Linked DNA regions of Mus musculus: region 2 is linked to region 1. A link is a contact called in public promoter capture Hi-C data. All regions are on one chromosome and are shown on one strand. Each heading gives the region's core, a stretch centred on a gene start, on an enhancer-like site or on the middle of the called end of the contact. The rest is flanking DNA. Distances are from core to core; before and after follow the strand shown.

The links. Promoter capture Hi-C pulls out the DNA fragments that hold promoters and counts their contacts.
Region 2: a promoter capture Hi-C map of hippocampal neurons shows a contact between it and region 1, with 4 times the contacts expected there. The contact joins the promoter of Bves here to the enhancer-like site in region 1. A contact is called at or near these places in 4 of 39 promoter capture datasets (hippocampal neurons, liver, pre-B cells and 1 more), 1 of 484 Hi-C or Micro-C datasets (embryonic stem cells) and 4 of 115 datasets of contacts at active chromatin or transcription factors (embryonic forebrain, embryonic limb bud, forebrain and 1 more).

What each region holds. Positions count from the first base shown.
Region 1 is chr10:44,301,591-44,305,646 of GRCm38.p6, forward strand. It overlaps Atg5 (autophagy related 5), which reads left to right. Exons shown (of 8, transcript NM_053069.6): 5 at 1,977-2,139. Among named protein-coding and RNA genes, the nearest start is that of Atg5, 35 kb to the left of the region's middle. Within about 2 kb of position 2,556, at least 14 of the 459 cell types and tissues checked have an H3K27ac peak or open chromatin away from gene starts, as enhancers often do. A contact at or near this core is called in hippocampal neurons, where this site is marked.
Region 2 is chr10:45,333,874-45,337,888 of GRCm38.p6, forward strand. Bves (blood vessel epicardial substance) reads left to right here and starts at 1,862. Exons shown (of 8, transcript NM_024285.3): 1 at 1,862-2,008.

The DNA.
Region 1 (4,056 bases), core at 1,306-3,805:
TTTGGGTTGTGGGTGGGAGGCCCAGAAGGAGTGGGTTATAAGTTCACATAACCCATGCTGGCCTCGGATTTGCATCCATCTTACCGCTACCTCCTGAAGCTGGAAGTATAACAGGCACGGAATTACTTTTCCCAATATATTCTTTCTTTTCTTGGAAAATAATACATGAGAAGAAATACTTGGGGGAAAAATGCTCTCCCAACCCGTTTATGTACACCAAAGTCATTTTGGGAAACTTTTATTTTTTTTTATTTTTATTAAAGTAAATTTATAAACTATGACTTTATATTTTTCATTCTGAAAGCTGTGTCTTTTACTAGAGGTGATGGTAATCCAACAATGAGAGCTCATGGTTAATAATATATTTGATTCTTTTCATGTGACATGAAAGTATTGCTTACACCCATGGAAGGAGTTACAGAGACAAAATTTGGAGCTGTGACGAAAGGATGGACCATCTAGTGATTGCCATATCCAGGGATTCATCCCATAATCAGCTTCCAAACGCTGACACCATTGCATACACTAGCAAGATTTTGCTGAAAGGACCCTGATATTGCTGTCTCTTGTGAGACTATGCCGGGGCCTAGTAAACACAGAAGTGGATGCTCACAGTCAGCTAATGGATGGATCACAGGACCCCCAATGGAGGAGCTAGAGAAAGTACCCAAGGAGCTGAAGGGATCTGCAACCCTACAGGCGGAACAACAATATGAACTAACCAGTACCCCGGAGCTCTTGACTCTAGCTGCATATGTATCAAAAGATGGCCTAGCTAGCCATCACTGGAAAGAGAGACCCATTGGACTTGCAAACTTTATATGCCCCAGTACAGGGGAACGCCAGGGCCAAAAAGTGGGAGTGGGTGGGTAGGGGATTGGGGGGGGTGGGGTGGGTATGGGGGACTTTTGGGATAGCATTGGAAATGTAAACGAGGAAAATACCTAATAAAAAAAGAGAGAAAAAAAAGTATTGCTTAGCTGCTTTAACAAGTGGTATTGCTAATAGATTGAATTTTTTTCACTTACTTGTAAGAAGTGCTTTAATCTAATGATATTCATTTACTGATAACCCATCTAGATACATTATAGACAGTCAGTGAATATTCTAACTAATGCAATTATAATCTCTAGAAAGAGGACCTAAGAATGTAGCTCAGTGGTAGGACACAGAGCGTCCTGGCTTTGGCCCTTAGAATGTGGTAGGGATTGTATGTGCAAAGTAATAAAAAGATACCTGCACACCTCAAGTGAATGGCTTCCTAAAGGGAGTCTTCCTGAGTGTCCTGTAAAAGTGAAATGAAATTTACTTTGCCATGTTTTCAATTTGGAAGATAATGAGAGTAAGCACGGTGTTACTCTGTCTGTAAGAGGTTGTTTGAGTCAGGAAGATAAGGATGTGTACACAATGGCTAGTGCACTTTAGGAGAGATAGAAATGTAATGGATCAAGGATCTGTTTGTAACTTCACTGTGGTCTTTACTCTCACTTGGGTGGATGTGAAAGAGATGCCCCACAGTGGGGGCAAGGCAGGGTGGCCGTGGTGCGGCATCTGTCACTCTCTGCAGTGCGCGTCCTTCAGCTGCCTTGACTGTATAAGTACCTCAGCTCTCTGTTCTATTACTGCCCTCCCTTGTCTCTTGAGTTCCTATCATTGCAATTTCAAAGCCTTCCTAATTGAGCTGGGCCTTCTGGTTCCAAAGGCCACACATTTGTGATTGCTAGTGTCAGTTATAGGTGTGATATCCTTAGGAACATACAAGAGGTAACTTCACAGATGAGGATTTTTGGGAACAGTGCAGATTGTGTCAAATGGGCAATAATTACTAAATTAATTTTTAAAATATTTGTAGCTATCATGATAATGAAATGTGGCATGCTGTGAACACTGGTGAGCGGGGAAATGTAGTCAATGTAGTTCTCCTGAGACGCTAACTTATGTCTGCATACTTGTTTTGTGTGTATTTCCTTTAATAGAGTTTTCCAGAAAAGGACCTTCTACACTGTCCATCCAAGGATGCGGTTGAGGCTCACTTTATGTCGTGTATGAAAGAAGCTGATGCTTTAAAGCATAAAAGTCAAGTGATCAACGAAATGCAGAAAAAAGACCACAAGCAGCTCTGGATGGGACTGCAGAATGGTAACTACACAGTGCCTGACTCCTGATTCTGTATACCGTAGTACGCAGCCATAGCCCTGTGAGCAGGTCATGCTTTAGCCGTATGAGTTGGCCCTGGCTACCAGGCCCAAATCCACACAGTATGTACTCCACTTCAGATCTGCACAGTCATCTCTTCCATTTCAGCTTGCCAGTGTTGCTGTGTTCCTGATTCTCTCTCGTAGGCTGGTCACTTATGATTTTAGAAAGAGTGTGGTCCTCATTTCTTAGACATGGCTCTATTTTGGATCATAGTTGGAAGATGAATGCATCCTGAAAGGTCTCTACTCACACCAGGGCTGCAGCTTCGGCCTCCGCTTCTTCACGGTAGTACATTTGCTCTGTGCTTGGCTTCTCCATTGCCACGCTGTGATTTCGACTCTGCCTGCAGGCTGGCTCCGTGAGTAAAGGCACTTGCCAACAAGCCTGACAGCCAGCGCTCAGCCTCCCACCCGTGGAAGGAGAGGACTAGCCCCGTGATTGTCCTCTCTCTCCATGCCATGGTGCACACAGATAGATAGACATAAAGATGCTGAAGTTAGCTATGGAGTGTTTGTGAAGGCAGCTGCTCCATCGTCTCTGTCTAGAAGACTGCCTCTCCTTTTCTGCCCGTTGAACTTCTCACGTCTTTACAGTGTCTATATGGTCACCTTTTGTAGGAAGCCTTCTGTTTGTAGTTAGCAATGTGTATCTAACTTGTCCTGACATTGCAGAGAAGGTGTGGTCCTCCAGCACCTGGGGTCACATAGCCAGCTCCTGGACTGCAGGCAGCAGGGTGGGGCTCCTGTACTTGGTGTGTGTGCCAGGGGCACTGCCCTGTACATGCCTTTTGTTCTCTGGTGTTCCTGCACTGCTGTTTTCTATCTTGCACTGCAGAATGCTCAAGGGGTTGGCATATATCTTACATTTTTATCCTCAAAACATGGTGTTACTTTCAGCGTAAAAGACATAAGTTTTGATTTACTTTTTTTTTTTTATCTCTTTCTCACATGACCAGGAAGTACTATTAAAGTGTTTCATAAATAGTGTAATATTCTTAGTTTAAATTATTTATGGAAATGGCTTTTTATATTTAAGGACTTTTTTTTTTTTTTTTTTTTTTGGTAACAAGGTCCTGATTGTGAGGTCATAGAGCTGTTGTCACCTTTGTGTCGATGTAGTTGTAAATTTGTCCAAATTCAAACAAAGCAGGTGGGCCACTGTTCCATTCAGAGCTGCACCTGGAGAACAGCAAAGCTAAGCACAAGTTTCAACGATTTTTGAATACTTTCAAATGCTAATTTTAATTTTGAAGCTCTCTGAAGGAGAAATAAGAAAAGCTTATGAAACCAAGAAAACTCATTTAAGGCATAATGTGCCTTTCAGTTTTTTATAGGCTTTCAGTTTAGAAACGAGAATGTGCCACCTCTCTGAAACAGTTAATGGTGACAACAGAAAAGAAAGTAGCATTTTTATTTATGGGACAGTTGTCAATTCATGTGGAGTATTTCTGTTCAGCGTCACACTGTATGGGGAGATTTGAGGAAATCACTAAAAGATTACAAGAATGGTACAAGGCTCAGCGTTTAGCCAGTCTTCTCTGAGTGTAGCTACTCCTTTTTCTGTTTGGGTTTTTTGAGACAAGTCGTTCAGCCTAGACAAATGTTTAGTCCCCTGCCTCAGCTTCCAAGTGATGGGATTGTGGGTATGCATTACCATGGCCGGAGTGAGTCAACACTTAAAAAAAATGATTTAAAGTTCCATACACTTGCAGATAAAAGTATGATTTAGCTGTTAAATACACTTAAAATTCCCATTACTTATAAAATGTTGTTAGCCTTTTAAATTAGCTTACAGTGTGCTATTTACCACACACACTCACCCCTTGATTGTTTTTCCTTTGTTGAGACAGGGTTCTAG
Region 2 (4,015 bases), core at 612-3,111, 1.0 Mb after region 1:
TCAAAATTAGAGGGTAAAACCCAGAGCTTTCCCATACGGCTAGTCTTACTGGATGGCTTGCTCTGGGGAACCCCTATCTCTGCTTTCTTGATGATGGACTTAGAGGGGGCATCCTCCCAGGATTAAGGGGTCAGAACTTTAATCCTCTTGCTTGTACAGCAAGCATTTTAATGGCCAAACCTTCATTTCTCAAGTCCTATGAATTATTTTAGTAGCAATCTAGAACAAGAGTGTTCTAAAATTTACTCACTGTTCTGTGGTTAGAATATAGGCTAATTCCAGATCTCATATAATGAGCCATCCCCCAATGAACAAACAGCCACACAGGGAAACCTTTTATTTACAGCGATCCACACCCATACCTCGAATGTATTTAATTGTGGGAGCCAAAATGGCAGACAGAACATCTAGAAATTAACAGACTGAATAGTTAGCGATAAAACACCCAGAATCTGCATTAACACCATTCTAAAACCTTTGCGGGTGTGATGAAATTCAGCTCTCAACACAACCCTAAGGGGCTGGAGACATGGTTCAGTTAGTAAAGTCCTTGCTGCACAAGAATGAAGACAGAAGTTTGATCCCCCAAATCCATGTTAAAAAGTCGGATGTGGAGGTTCAGTTTGTAATCCCAAACTGGTGAGGGTGTGACAGGCAGGTTCCTTGAGGCTCCCTGGTCCGCTAGACTAGCTTAACCGGGAACTTTCAGGTTAATGCGAGACTCACAAGACAAGACTGATGGTCCCTCTGCATGCCCTGGGACATACACTCATGAAGAGAGGAAGAGGGGGAAAGAGGAGAGCGCGTGGGGAGAGCATGGGCATGAAGGTGAGATGGGGGGAGGGAGAGATTTGAGAGCAGGCTCTCTTGAGGTGGAGGAAAGAGGAAAACCGCCACTGTGATCTCCTGCCATCCACCTTCTTTGAGACTTACTTTTCCTGCCCTGCCACTGAAGTTCCCAGGGACTCTCCCCTGTCCCCATGGATACACTGGGATAACAGGTTTTAGGCTGTTGCATCCTGCGTTGTGGAACTGAAAACTCAGGCTTCTCGCTGGTAAGCACTTTACTACTGAGCCAACTCCTCTTTAAAGATTTTAAAGGTTCAATAATGCTGGGACCAAGCCAAGCCATCAACACAGGGGCCTGTGGGGAATGCCCCAGAGCCAACTGGAGCAGACAGATTGCAACTTGGTCTATACTACTTGGCTCTGGAATAGCAGGCGTGCTCTCTACTAGGCAGATTGGACCAATGTGCACCTCGGGGGTACTCTATACGCATCCTGACATAGCGGGGGTTCTGTTTTGATCTTTGATCCCACAGGACTGCGTTCTCTGTCACACAGAGGACACTTGGTGGTTATCGGATGTCCATTTAACCTTTCTATTTGTCCTATAAACTTCATCCCACCGATTTTTCATTACTGTGAACTTTCTTGCATTTCTTATCTGGTCCGGTATACCATGTCCAGTATAAATACTGATTGAAGAATATGTCCATATCCTATTTTTTCTCAATTTCTGGTCCTAAATGTAAGCATTTAACCTCGCTCCTTTGAAATCCAGCCTGCTAGCTTGTAGGTGGGATCTGGCTGGGCTATCAGGTGTCTCGGAGCAACAGCGCCCTCCGAGCCTCGGGCAACTCTCCGAGGGGTCTGTCCTCACTCCCCTGCCCTTTCCAGCGGGGGGCGACCCGCGTCCGCGCGTGTCCCCACTCATGCCCAAACAAGGAAGCGCGGGAGCGGGCGCGCGCACGCGGTGGGCCAGGCAGCGGGTCTGCGGGGAGCGGGGCTCCGCCCGCGGGGGCGACCTCGGGCGGCGCGTGCGCCGTGCGCCCCAGCCGGCCGCCGGGATGCCTATTTTAGTCAAAGCCTCCGCGAACGGGGAGCGGGCCGGGGCCGCGCTGCCTGGGGACCCGCCGCGAGCCCGTCCAGCCACCGCCGCTCGCCGCCGCCGCCGCCGTCGCAAACTTTGCGCGCGCCGCCGCCCCCGGGCCCCGGGACGCGCAAGGTAAGGAGCCAGAGCGCGCGATCGCGCGGGAAAGTTGGGCACGGAGCGGCCGAGCAACTTGCGATGCGCCCGCGTCCCGCGTCGTCCTTGCAGCCGCCCTTCGCCTGCCCGCGCCCCGGTCCCTCGGCGGGACAGCGGGGGGCCGCGGAGCTGTGGACGCTGACACTGCTGTGAGAGCAGGGCGAGCGGGTCCCGGGTGGGGGAGCAGTGGGAGCCACGGGTCCTCGCCACCCGCCCGCGTCCTAGAGAAACGGGTGGCTGCCAGACGGATCCCACAAAACCGTCGCCCCGAGCCGCCCGGAGGTGCGCGGAGAGTCCGGGAAAATATCAGTGAATTGCGCGTCTCCTCAAAAGGTTTTTGCTCATCGCTATTCATCTTCTTCTTTTTTTTTTTTTTTTTTTTTTTTTTTTTTTTTTTTTTTTCTAATTTGGTCAAGGTTTAATGTGCTAGCTTGCTTCCTCGGTCAGGTATGTAGACCTGCAGATGCCTATTTGAAAACCAGTAGATGGGCACGCTTTTACTACAGTGAGTAATTTGGGGAATTAGACGTGGAGGATCTGATGAGAAAGATGACGTTCTGATTTTGACAGTTTACAAATTCATCCAGTAATCTAACCTTCTTCATTAGATCATCATTCATTATTCGTATAAGGGCAGTTCAGTGTAGGCCACTTAAACCTATTAAGAAGTGATTAAGCAGGCCGTTAGACTAAGTCATTGGATAGCGAAAAAAAATTGAACTGATTTATGACAGGTAAGAAGCATTTCACAGCAATATATGTAACTATATATCTACAGCTGCATATAACATTTGCGTATCTTTAATAAGTGTAGCGTAGCAAAGTATGTTCTACAATATGCCTGCATTTAAACCTGGCCATTTAGGGCCGGTGAAAGAGCTCAGGCCGTGAAGGTACATGCCAGCACGCCTGGCAACCTGGGTTGTATCCCCAGGACCCGCGAAGTGGAAGGGGAGAGTCTCCAGCAAGCTGTCCTCTGACTTATGCACCCGTACACCACTGTAGAAATAAACACATGTAATGCATTTTAATAGCTATTAATATTTTCTGGTTTTGAGGAAAATAATAGTTTTCCTTGCCAATTTCCTTTGACCAGAAATGTAAGCTTTTAATGCCACTTCTAAAACCTAAAAGTGAACTATAGCAGATTAGGAGGTAGCATAGGCGAAATATGAGGGGGTGTTTGTGTCGATTAATTTAGTACAAAAATCTGCTTTTGAACATCACAACCCGACTGAGTTTTTTTGTTGTTGTTGTTTTGTTTTGTTTTTAGGGGTTTTCTGTGTAGCCCTGACTCTCTCTGTAGACCAGGCTGGCCTCAAAACTCAGAAATATATCTGCCTCTGCCTCCTAAGTGCTGGGATTAAAGGCGTGTGCCACCACTGCCCAGTTTCGACTGAGTTTTTAAGACCCTGTAGTAAAGCTGTCTCTAGTCCTAGGGGCAGGGATGGGGTTGGGGCTGGGGTTGGGATTGAGGCACAGATTAAAAAGAGAGGCAACATTGGCTGGCTTGTGGTATAGAAGCTGATCAAATGCAGGAAAGTATGATTGAAAAATGATTTTTACATATGTGTTATGTTTCAGGCTCATCTCCTTAGGCTCTTCCCCAGTGACATTATCTATAGGGTCTTGGGAGTGTACGGATTATCCCTGCCTCCCACAGGACATTGGGTAGCCATGGCAACAGGAGGCAGGCGTGACACTCACACTCATTTTAGGGTTCTTGGAACCAGCCCATCGTGATAAGCTTGTATTTTTATTAAGATGTTTGGAAGGTAGTTGGACTCTTATTTTTTTCTTTTTGTAGAAAATCAATATTTAAGTCAACTTTAAGTCAACTGTTATTATTTGTGAGCTGTTTAGGGTGGGTATGTGTTTAGGTGGTGGAGTGCTCTCTTGTCCCCTTTAAAGCCCCATGTGTGAGTGTGTGATCAGCACCACAAAACAAATGTCACGAAAGTCGGCTTTGCCTCAATTCATTTCATA